Regions from separate parts of the Drosophila melanogaster genome. Here region 1 is linked to region 2. A link is a contact called in public Hi-C data. All regions are on one chromosome and are shown on one strand. The core of a region is the stretch at or near the end of the contact, and the rest is flanking DNA. Distances in the headings are between cores, read along the strand shown.

What was found. Hi-C and Micro-C count contacts between places; a contact is called where the count stands out from the background.
Region 1: a Hi-C map of the Kc167 cell line shows a contact between it and region 2, with 2.2 times the contacts expected there. A contact is called at or near these places in 23 of 107 Hi-C or Micro-C datasets (the Clone 8 cell line, the D17-c3 cell line, the Kc167 cell line and 11 more).

Annotation. Positions count from the first base shown.
Region 1 is chr3R:10,022,223-10,026,903 of dm6, forward strand. It overlaps CG31407, which reads right to left and starts at 2,928. Exons shown (of 2, transcript NM_001300336.1): 1 at 2,793-2,928; 2 at 623-1,264. The coding sequence starts at 1,205. The coding sequence ends at 735. The region is part of intron 4 of Mical (Molecule interacting with CasL); the gene reads right to left.
Region 2 is chr3R:9,983,699-9,988,164 of dm6, forward strand. It overlaps Art4 (Arginine methyltransferase 4), which reads right to left and starts at 2,362. Exons shown (of 4, transcript NM_001275516.1): 1 at 1,780-2,362; 2 at 824-1,717; 3 at 359-769; 4 at 1-300. The coding sequence starts at 1,981. The coding sequence ends at 215. It overlaps Glut4EF (Glucose transporter 4 enhancer factor), which reads left to right. Exons shown (of 7, transcript NM_001275515.1): 6 at 2,950-3,135; 7 at 3,199-4,466. The coding sequence ends at 4,090. It overlaps CG46467, which reads left to right. Exons shown (of 7, transcript NM_001382173.1): 6 at 2,950-3,135; 7 at 3,199-4,466.

The DNA of each region.
Region 1 (4,681 bases), core at 1,678-4,177, 39 kb after region 2:
CCACTCGAGTTTGAACTTCTGTTTGGATCCGCCTAGACAGGCAACAACCTGACAATGGACAGTAGGGAACTGAGAGCTTGAGAACCGAGAGCCGAGAACTGGGAACTGCCAAGTGGGAGCTGCAAGGTGGGAATCCTGAAGTGGAGTGCCATTTGCGTCCGGGGCAAATGGGGGGAAAAAGTAAGCCACAAGACCGCAGCTGTTTGTTCTTTGTGAGTGCGTTTCTGAATGTGAATGTCCCTCATTCACTCACTCGCATAAAGGACAATAGCCTCTGGGATAACCTGAGAACAAACTGGGCAAGTCACTGACCCATTTTCAGGGACATCATTAGGAATAACGTTTATCGGGGTTAACCAAGCTTTTAAGGATTTCAATCGGATATTAAACAATTAGGATGAGAAAAGATTGGAAACCCATAAAAATAATTTGTTTATAAAATTCTTTCAAAAAAATAATTTGGTCCAAATTCGAAGCCGTTGCCTCGACATCATTAGGAATAACTTTTATCGGGGTTAACCAAGCTTTTAAGGATTTCAATCGGATATTAAACAATTCGGATGAGAAAAGATTGGAAACCCACAAAAATAAATTGTTTATAAAATCCTTTCTAAAAAATAATCTTGATCCAAATTCGAAGCCGTTGCCTCGACTTTATTGAACCCGAGATTTTTTCTGTTGCACAAACCACAAAACAGTTCACTGTCTGATACAATTTGAGAGATGGAGAATTTTCATAGTACTCGAGGAAAGGGCAGCATGAGACGGGCGTCCAAGGACACATCGCCGGAGGGCATGTGTTCGCGTTGCTCCCCCGAGCTCACTCGGGGATACCTGATCCCCGTCATCATGGGCGGAGACCCGTCCAGTTGCTGTAGCTTGAGCATCAGGGTCGACATCTTGGGCAGAGAACCCTCGCAACTATATCCCGCCAGTATATCGGCTGCATACTGGTCTATATCCCGTCCCAGTTGCTCCACAACCGGCTGCACCACCGAATAATGGCCATTGAGGCTGCTAAAGAATCCATGTCGTGATCCTGCCTCCAGGACGTCGGTGACCACGGGACGGATGCGGTGCAGCGGCAGCCTGTAGACGTCGGCCACTCTTTCCGCCACCTCGTAACTGGTCGCCGGGCGACCCAGCACCTTCAACACTTCCAACACCAGAGCCCCATTCTGTCTGCCCAGATTAGTGGGAATCATTCTGAATTACGCGACTGGATGGCGACGCTGCGCCTCCCTTTCTACTACCTAGATTCTTGCTTTTGGTATTGAAAAAAAAATTAACAATGAATTTTTCAACGGCTTTGGTTTTGCCTCGCCAGGGAAAAGGGAAATCGAAATATTTTGGTCGATAGAGACAATGAATATGTAGTTTGATCGGAAGTTTGAAACACACTAAATACAATGGCAATGAATTTTGTGGTTGGAGATGAGACGAGGGGGTTACTAGGATCTACTGTTTGGATAAAGGTAAAATTTCTTGGGATCATCATGCTATTTCAAAAGATGTATCATCATATCATCCCCTTATTAAATCAGTTGTCAAATTGAACAATGGAATAAATAGAATAAATTTGTATGGTACTGAGCTCTTTAATAGAGAATAATAAGAAAGCTTTCTTTGTTTACGAGTTTTGGGAAACGGTATTGCAAAAAAAAAAAGGTTCCCTTTTTGCATAGATTTCATCCTTGACAAATTATTCTACACCAACCCACACACAAGGCAGGAAATCCCATATCCAATGCCGAAAGGCGGTTCCAATTTTTTGTTGTCTCATCGTCTATTAAAGTTTGGGACCCAAATGCGATTGGCGCCAACAAACTCATAAAAAAGAGCTGCCTCCATGCCCCCCAACCACGCCCACATTGCGGACAGGAAAGAGGCGGTGGGTCACGCAATTGGCGACAGCTCGACTGTCATCCGCTACCACTCTCTACACTGAGGGAAAAAATTAAGGGGACTTTTAAAATGGGGCATCTGATGGTACAAATTCTCAATTGATGTACCATATGCGATTTTTCATCACATCAAAAACTAAGCATATCTTTCGTTCCGTGTAGTTATCGGTATTTTTTCGCTCATTGTTTGTCCGGGTTAATCAAAAGCCTTGTGGGTCACATTGGGCACACACCACATTATGTCATTGCGCCAAAAGAAAGGGGGTGTTGTTGGGTGGTCGTATGAGATGAAATACGAAAATTAAAGTCGAAAGAAAATGAAAAGTTGAGCGCTTATCGATTTTTGTGTTGGCTGCTTTATCTACCAAAAGTCGCCACAACGCGAAGTTTGTTGGGGCAGGGAGGGAAATTAAAATCAGCCGAAACTTTAGGAATGGGTAGGGTATCAAAACAACCGGCGAGGGTGAACTGCAGCAGGTTTTTCTTTTCGCCAACTGGGGGTGAGATGAATGACTCATCTTCGAATACTATTCGAGGGTGGCCCGAAAATATCCCACCATATCTACAGCTTAATTACTCATAAATTCAGAAATAAAACCAAAATTGTGGACTTTGCGTAAACGAATGAATTCATAGTTTATAAAGTGTTGCACATGGCTGCCGTACAAGATCAAGGTTCCCGAGAACAAAATGAACCATTTCAGTTTGAAATGTTGAAATTTCTCTTTCGTTTCCTTGTGCAAACTTGGCCAATGGCCAGGAAATTTATAACAAATATTCGAAACACCAACATCATCTCGTAGTCCCATTCATAAACAAAATAATTAATTTTGTTCAAATTTTTGTTATTTCTTCCGCAGTTTGTTTTTGTCCATATCATATGCTCACCTGATGCAATGCAATTGACACGTTTGTCCGAATTATCACAATATTTATCGCTTATATCACAATTTTTTGTGTTTATTTATTTAATTTTTTATTCGGAACGATTCGTTGCGAGATGCAGAGCCACTTGATCGGTAATGAAGCTACGCCACTGCCTGGGATCATTTTTAAGGCATTTCTGTAACAACAGATGACAAAGATACAATGAGTCCGGCCAGGTACACAAAAGCCAGGAACATTCAAACCACCCCCACAATGTGAGAAGTTCGTCGCACACTTTTGATATACACAAAACATCATAAAGGCAGCTCTAATTATAGATTTATAGATACTGTATCTACATGCAAGTTTTGTTTATTATCACTCATCGATAAGAAAGCTCATTCTTGGGCACTTTCTAATAACAAAACCAAGAAGAAGAATGCTTTCCGACTTGGGCATGAAAGTCACGTAATTTGAATATATCTTTCTTATTTTATTCGTTCGCCTTTATGTGACAATTGTAAATAGAAATATGTCACTGAAACGTGAAGAGTTTTCAGAAGTTATGGAAATTATTTTCTATAGTAACCGAATGGAAAATTTCGATTGGTGCTGCATTTTATATTTTGAACTGATAAACGTCTTAATTTCAAATCGATCTGCTTAGCACCTAGGCGCTTCAGAACTCTTGCCGAATGAATACAGCTGGGGCATAAAAAAATATGCAAATAGACAGCCGCTTGATTGATTTGCGTTCGTTGTTTTCTAATTTTGGTTCCTATGCCAATTGATCGACAGCCTCGCAGACGAGCGAAAATTGTTGAAATTGCAGCAAATTGATTTATGAACACCAAACCAAGCAGACATTTGAGCAACACGAACCACAATGCGGAAGCGCCATCGAATTTTTACTTTGGGGATTAGGGGCACTCACTGCTGGCGGGAAAAAAAAAATATAAAATTAAATAAAGAAATCATTCGGCCAAGTGTGACAATTAAAAGACGCGCCTGTGGCGCTTTTCTATACCTTTTGGCTGGTTTTCACAATTACAACAAGATGTGACAAGTGTAGAAACAATGAAAATAGATTTGATTGAATAAATCTTGTCGGCAACTTTTTGGTTGGCAGCCAAAACTTAAAATTGCGGCATTGTTATAAATTTGTTACCGTATTTTATTTGGCACTAACGGACGTGGCTAAATAAATTACGTTTAATTAGTGGGATATGGTCAAAGCGCTGACAGAGCAGCTTAACTCACGATATTGCAATTAAGTATCGAATATATCGGGACACCCTGTGACCATATTTCACTTTCGCAATTCTCTAGTTCGATTAAACGCTACGAACTTTGTGTGCTGCAAGAGACAAGTAATTTTGTCTATCCTTTGGCAAAGAGTTTAACGCACAGTGCTGCAGCATCAAGTGTAATCCGAGGCAGAAAGATATTCGAATAGACAGCAGCATTCGTTTAAACATTTTTCGCTATTCTTAGCCAAACAAAATTGGGTCAGCAAACGATGCGGTTGGCCAACTCGCAGCCACGAGCCAAACATTTGCCCATCATCGCGATTGAAGGAGATGCGGGGAAAATCTGCGAGGCGCCTTCAACTTTTTCGCACAAACATATAAATAAATTTATACATACATATACAAATAGCGAATTAATTGATTCTGAGTGTTTACTCCTCGATTTCGGTTCGTTTTTTGCTCCCTAAGCAAGCAAAATCTCTTGTAAAACGATTTTAAATGGAAAATCAATTTTATGACTTCAAATGACATCATCGCTGGAGGGAAAAAAGAAGGAGAAAGTAGGTGGTTGTTCTCCAATTCAATATCCTTGCGGCAGAGCAGCTTCCTTTTGTGGATAATCCTTTTGAAACATTCCGTTGACATCATTCGCAGTGGTGA
Region 2 (4,466 bases), core at 1,112-3,611:
CGATAGGGAAAGAGGTTGTTAAAAGGTATGCAAAACAGAACAGAACTAACTTTCGAAAATAGATAAAAATATTTTACACTTTTCAATAAATAACCTAATCATAAACTGTAACAAAACAAAAATTGGCAAAATTAGGATCAAGCGTAGAAAGTGAGCGGACTTAGAGCAAAGGGAATTCCCAGAAAGATGTATTGTTATTCGATCCACCGCCCCCCTAGTGCGGATGCATAAGTCCATGAGTGATGTCCATGCCTTCGCCTATTCCGTTCACGCTGATCCCTCCATTTAGCATGCTTGAAGCTATAGAAATTATAATCACATAAGCAATGAGATTATTATATCAAGGATTTGTTCTTACAATTGCGTGATCCTTGCGTGTCCACTTGTGTCCAGTACTGCTCAGATGGACTTTGGGTACTAGTCCCCGGCGGTGCCTGGACCGGGGCCCCCGTGTACCGAAAATACGGATTCTTAAGGTCCAGGGTGTTGCTCGACGAAATCAGCGTGCCTTCGATGTGTAGGTCGATGGTCACGTCATACGACTGCCGCCGATTGGCCTCCAGTAAGACACGGCCGGTCAGCGTCTGGCCCTGCTTAATAAAGATGGGCATGGGCAGAAGGCAGCGAACCTGATACCAATGTGTCAGAGGCGCTGTGGGCGACGTTGAGAGCCACACATTCTGGCTGCTGCCGCTAAACTCCACATCAAACCAAAAGGCCAGCCCATGGCAGATGCCAGTTTGCAGAATGTGAAACTCCAGGGGGATGCCTGCGGAAAGTCAACAGTTGGCCATTGTCGCAAATCACTTTTTCGGGTACTTACTTATCAAATGCAGATCGTCCTCCTTATCGTTGAGAAAGTCGCACACGTGCCGCACCGACTTGGCCATGCATATGCGGATGTCGAAGGTGTCCACAATGGGCTGTCGGAAGTACTCCTTCATGCCCTCTTTGTGCAGCGTGGTAAGGTCAACGCCGTGGAACGCCGACTGGTACCAGAAGTTGGCCTTGTTATATTGTTCCGAGTAGAGCGATTCGTCCGAAAAGGGTGCTATGTGCAAGTCGCCGTGCGTGGGGTACATCTTTCCTTGCGGCTTGAGCCACTTTCTGGCATGCAGATAGGTCTCCAACATGCGCTCGTTGTACAGCATATAGCCCATAGGCTCTGATATGATAACGTCCACTTTCTCGGGCAGCTCGATCTCCTCGATCTTCCCCGGTATCACAGAGATCTTATGCTGCACATTGTTGGACTCAACCAGCTGCTGGGCGTACTGGGCCATGTTGGAAGCCTCAATGGCGTACACTTTGGCAGCTCCCGCCTGCACGGCAAAGAAGGAGAGAATGCCCGAGCCGGCGCCCACATCCAGGACGATCTTGTCCTGAAAATCCACAGCATTGCCTAGAATGGCCCGCTGATACGTGCTTGTCCTTACATAGTCCTGCATCATGTTCTGCTGCTGACTGAGGTAGCCGTAGAACTGGAAGTACTGCGAGGCGGACGACTCCTCAGTGCGCTGCGAGAACACGGACTTGGGTCTCAAGTGCTTCACGTTCTCCACCACTTTGCGGAAGAGCTGCTGGTCCTGCTCGCTGGCAAACCTCAGCACTAGATTGTCGGCGTCCAGGGAAACGGCATAACTCCTTCGTCCCATTTGGGCGGCATCCGTATCGGCGGCTATCATGTACTCCTTGAGCACGTGGCTCCGGTCGTCGTCTGGTGGAGAGATTGGCGATATAAGGAACGGGTTTTATGAAACATTCGATGTCCTCTTTTACCTGACACAACACGGAGGACGACACCCTGGGAATCGTAGCTGCAGAGCAGCGTGCAGCTTCCCTTGTATTTGTTGGTAAACTCTAGCTTCTGCTCGTCGGCAATCGAGCTGATTACCACGCCGCAAAATTGGCAATTGCTCAGCGGCGAAACGGAGGCGGCGGTGGCCAGTTTTCGGGCCTCCTCGGGTCGCAGGCTGGACATGTTGGCTGGCTTTTTGGAGGGTAAAGAGGCAAAGGAACAAAGCAGGACCACAAGCGTCTTTTTTCCCTTGTTAATTGACAATGTAGACCTCGCTATACACACGCACGCACGCACACACACAAACACTCTAGCACACGCACACACACAGATACGCAGATGCAGACAGACAGACGCGCAATTTTTTCTATCTGCAAAATTTTCCACCACACACAAAATGGCTGGTGACTCGGGCAGCTGGATTAATTGGCGCTGGGAACTATATAGTGCGCTGCTTTTCAACTCGGACGATTACTCAAAATCGATCGCTCTTGTTGATTTCGTATTGATTTCACACGGAACATGCGTTCTTTTTTGCAAAAAGTGCTAGAGCTGGAACAAATAGTTGAGGCTAGAGGTGGGACCAAGTCCGATGCTTTTCGATAGGATTATTACCGCGCACTACCTTAAGACTAAGCGATTTTTCAGTCTAGTGAGATTTACAAAAGAATTGTATGCAAGGAAGCTTGCATCAATCTCAATTTCATTTTGAAATATAATTGAAAAAAAATAGTGCGGGGAAAAGAAATGTAAAAAGAAATAATATAGTTTTTTAAGTGGATAGAATCAAGGTTCAGAACTCTGGAACACTTCTAGCAGGGCCTCGAACCTAATGTGGGTGGTCGGCTAGTTGGCAACGCTAGTACAAAAAAGCGGTCGCTTGAAATGGAGAGTAGGTACCTAAATGAGGTACCTTAATAAATATTGACCAAAGTTTAACAGCAATTTTTAGCATTCATTTTAAAATATTTTTCCTATTTGTTTGAATTGAATTAAATCGAATAAACAACGTTAGACAACTTAAGTTCGTTAATTTAAAAGCTATCAATCTGATTTGAAGTAATACCGAACCTAGGTACATAACTGAAGCAAACTTGCCATCACTGACACATCCTTCTAATCAATTTCGCTATTTTTCGGTGGCATTGCAGAAAGGACTCCCATCGCTCCGCGGATGATGACGGAAATGAGGAGGACTTCTACCTCGAGGATGCCGACGACGACGTCGAGCAGGTGAAGCCCACTCTGGCCTCCGAGCCGACTCTGAGTCACCGGGACATGGCGCGTCCGCCGCACGAGGATCCCGAGTACCAGAAGCAGATTGTTGGCAACTTCAAGTGGGTTCTCTTGGTGCACGATATAGATACATTTAATGACATTATCCTTTTTCGATTTTCCAGGCAAGGACGCGGCGGTAGCCACTATAACCATCTAGCGCAGTCGCACGGACGCACCATCAGTGGCAGCAACATCCCGAGCACCCACCAGCAGCAGCTGCAGAACAACAACACCAGCTGCATCCCCACTTCGCACCTAGCCCACCACAACTACACATGCCCGGCGGCGACGGCGACAGTGGGCAGCTACTCCTCCACGGGGACGGGGTCGGTGGCGGCCAGTTCATCAGCCTCGCCGATCGGCAAGCACGCTCGCTCGTCGTCCTCCCGTCCGACCCACTCGGTAGCGCCATATCCATCGCCGACGTACGTCCAGCAACAGCAGCACCACCAACACACGCACCACCACAATTACGCCGGCAGCAGCGGCAGCAGCAACAGCAGCAGCAGCAGCAGTCCAGTGATCCACAGCAATAGCAGTGCCAACAACATGCTGCAGCAGCTGTCGCAGCAGAACGTCACAGTGACGGCGCACCACAGCCAGCAGCAGCAGCAACTGCAGCAGCAGCAACACCACCAGCAGCAGCAGCAACACAGCCACCAACAGCAGCAGCAACATCTCCTGTCCAGTGTGACGATCACGCCCAATTTCCATCCGGCGCAGCAGCAGCACCACCACCAACCGATGCGCGGCCACCAGCAGCAGCATCCACAGACAACTGCCGGCAACATGGTTGCCCAAAACAACAGTAACAACCACAGCAACGGAAGCAATCCGCTGCAGCAGCAACAGCACATGGCGCAACAGGTAGCCGTCAAGCATACGCCCCATTCGCCCGGCAAGAGGACGCGTGGCGAGAACAAAAAGTGCCGCAAGGTGTACGGCATGGAGAAACGCGACCAGTGGTGCACCCAGTGCCGGTGGAAGAAGGCGTGCAGTCGCTTCGGCGACTGAAAGCGACAGAAGTCGTCGACGGAGGCGGCAAACCAGGCGTCGGCGCACCAGTCCAAGGCAGCAACAGCAGCATCATCAGCAGCATTATCATCATCAGCATCAGCAACAGCAACACCCAACCCAGAAGCAATATCAGCAACTCCCAGCCCGGCAGCAACATCCTCAACGTCCTCTAAAATGACCACCACAGTGGTGCGTTTGGCGGCCGAGGTGGCTGCCGGCAAGCAGCTACCCTCGTCGTTGACCATCAAAACCAACAAGCGCTACGGTGGCCCGGTGCAGCAGCAGCAACAACAACCGCATCCGTATGCGGTCACCGCCAACAGCAACACAATTAGCAATCGGCCGGTGCGTATACGCAGTGTGGCCACCTCGG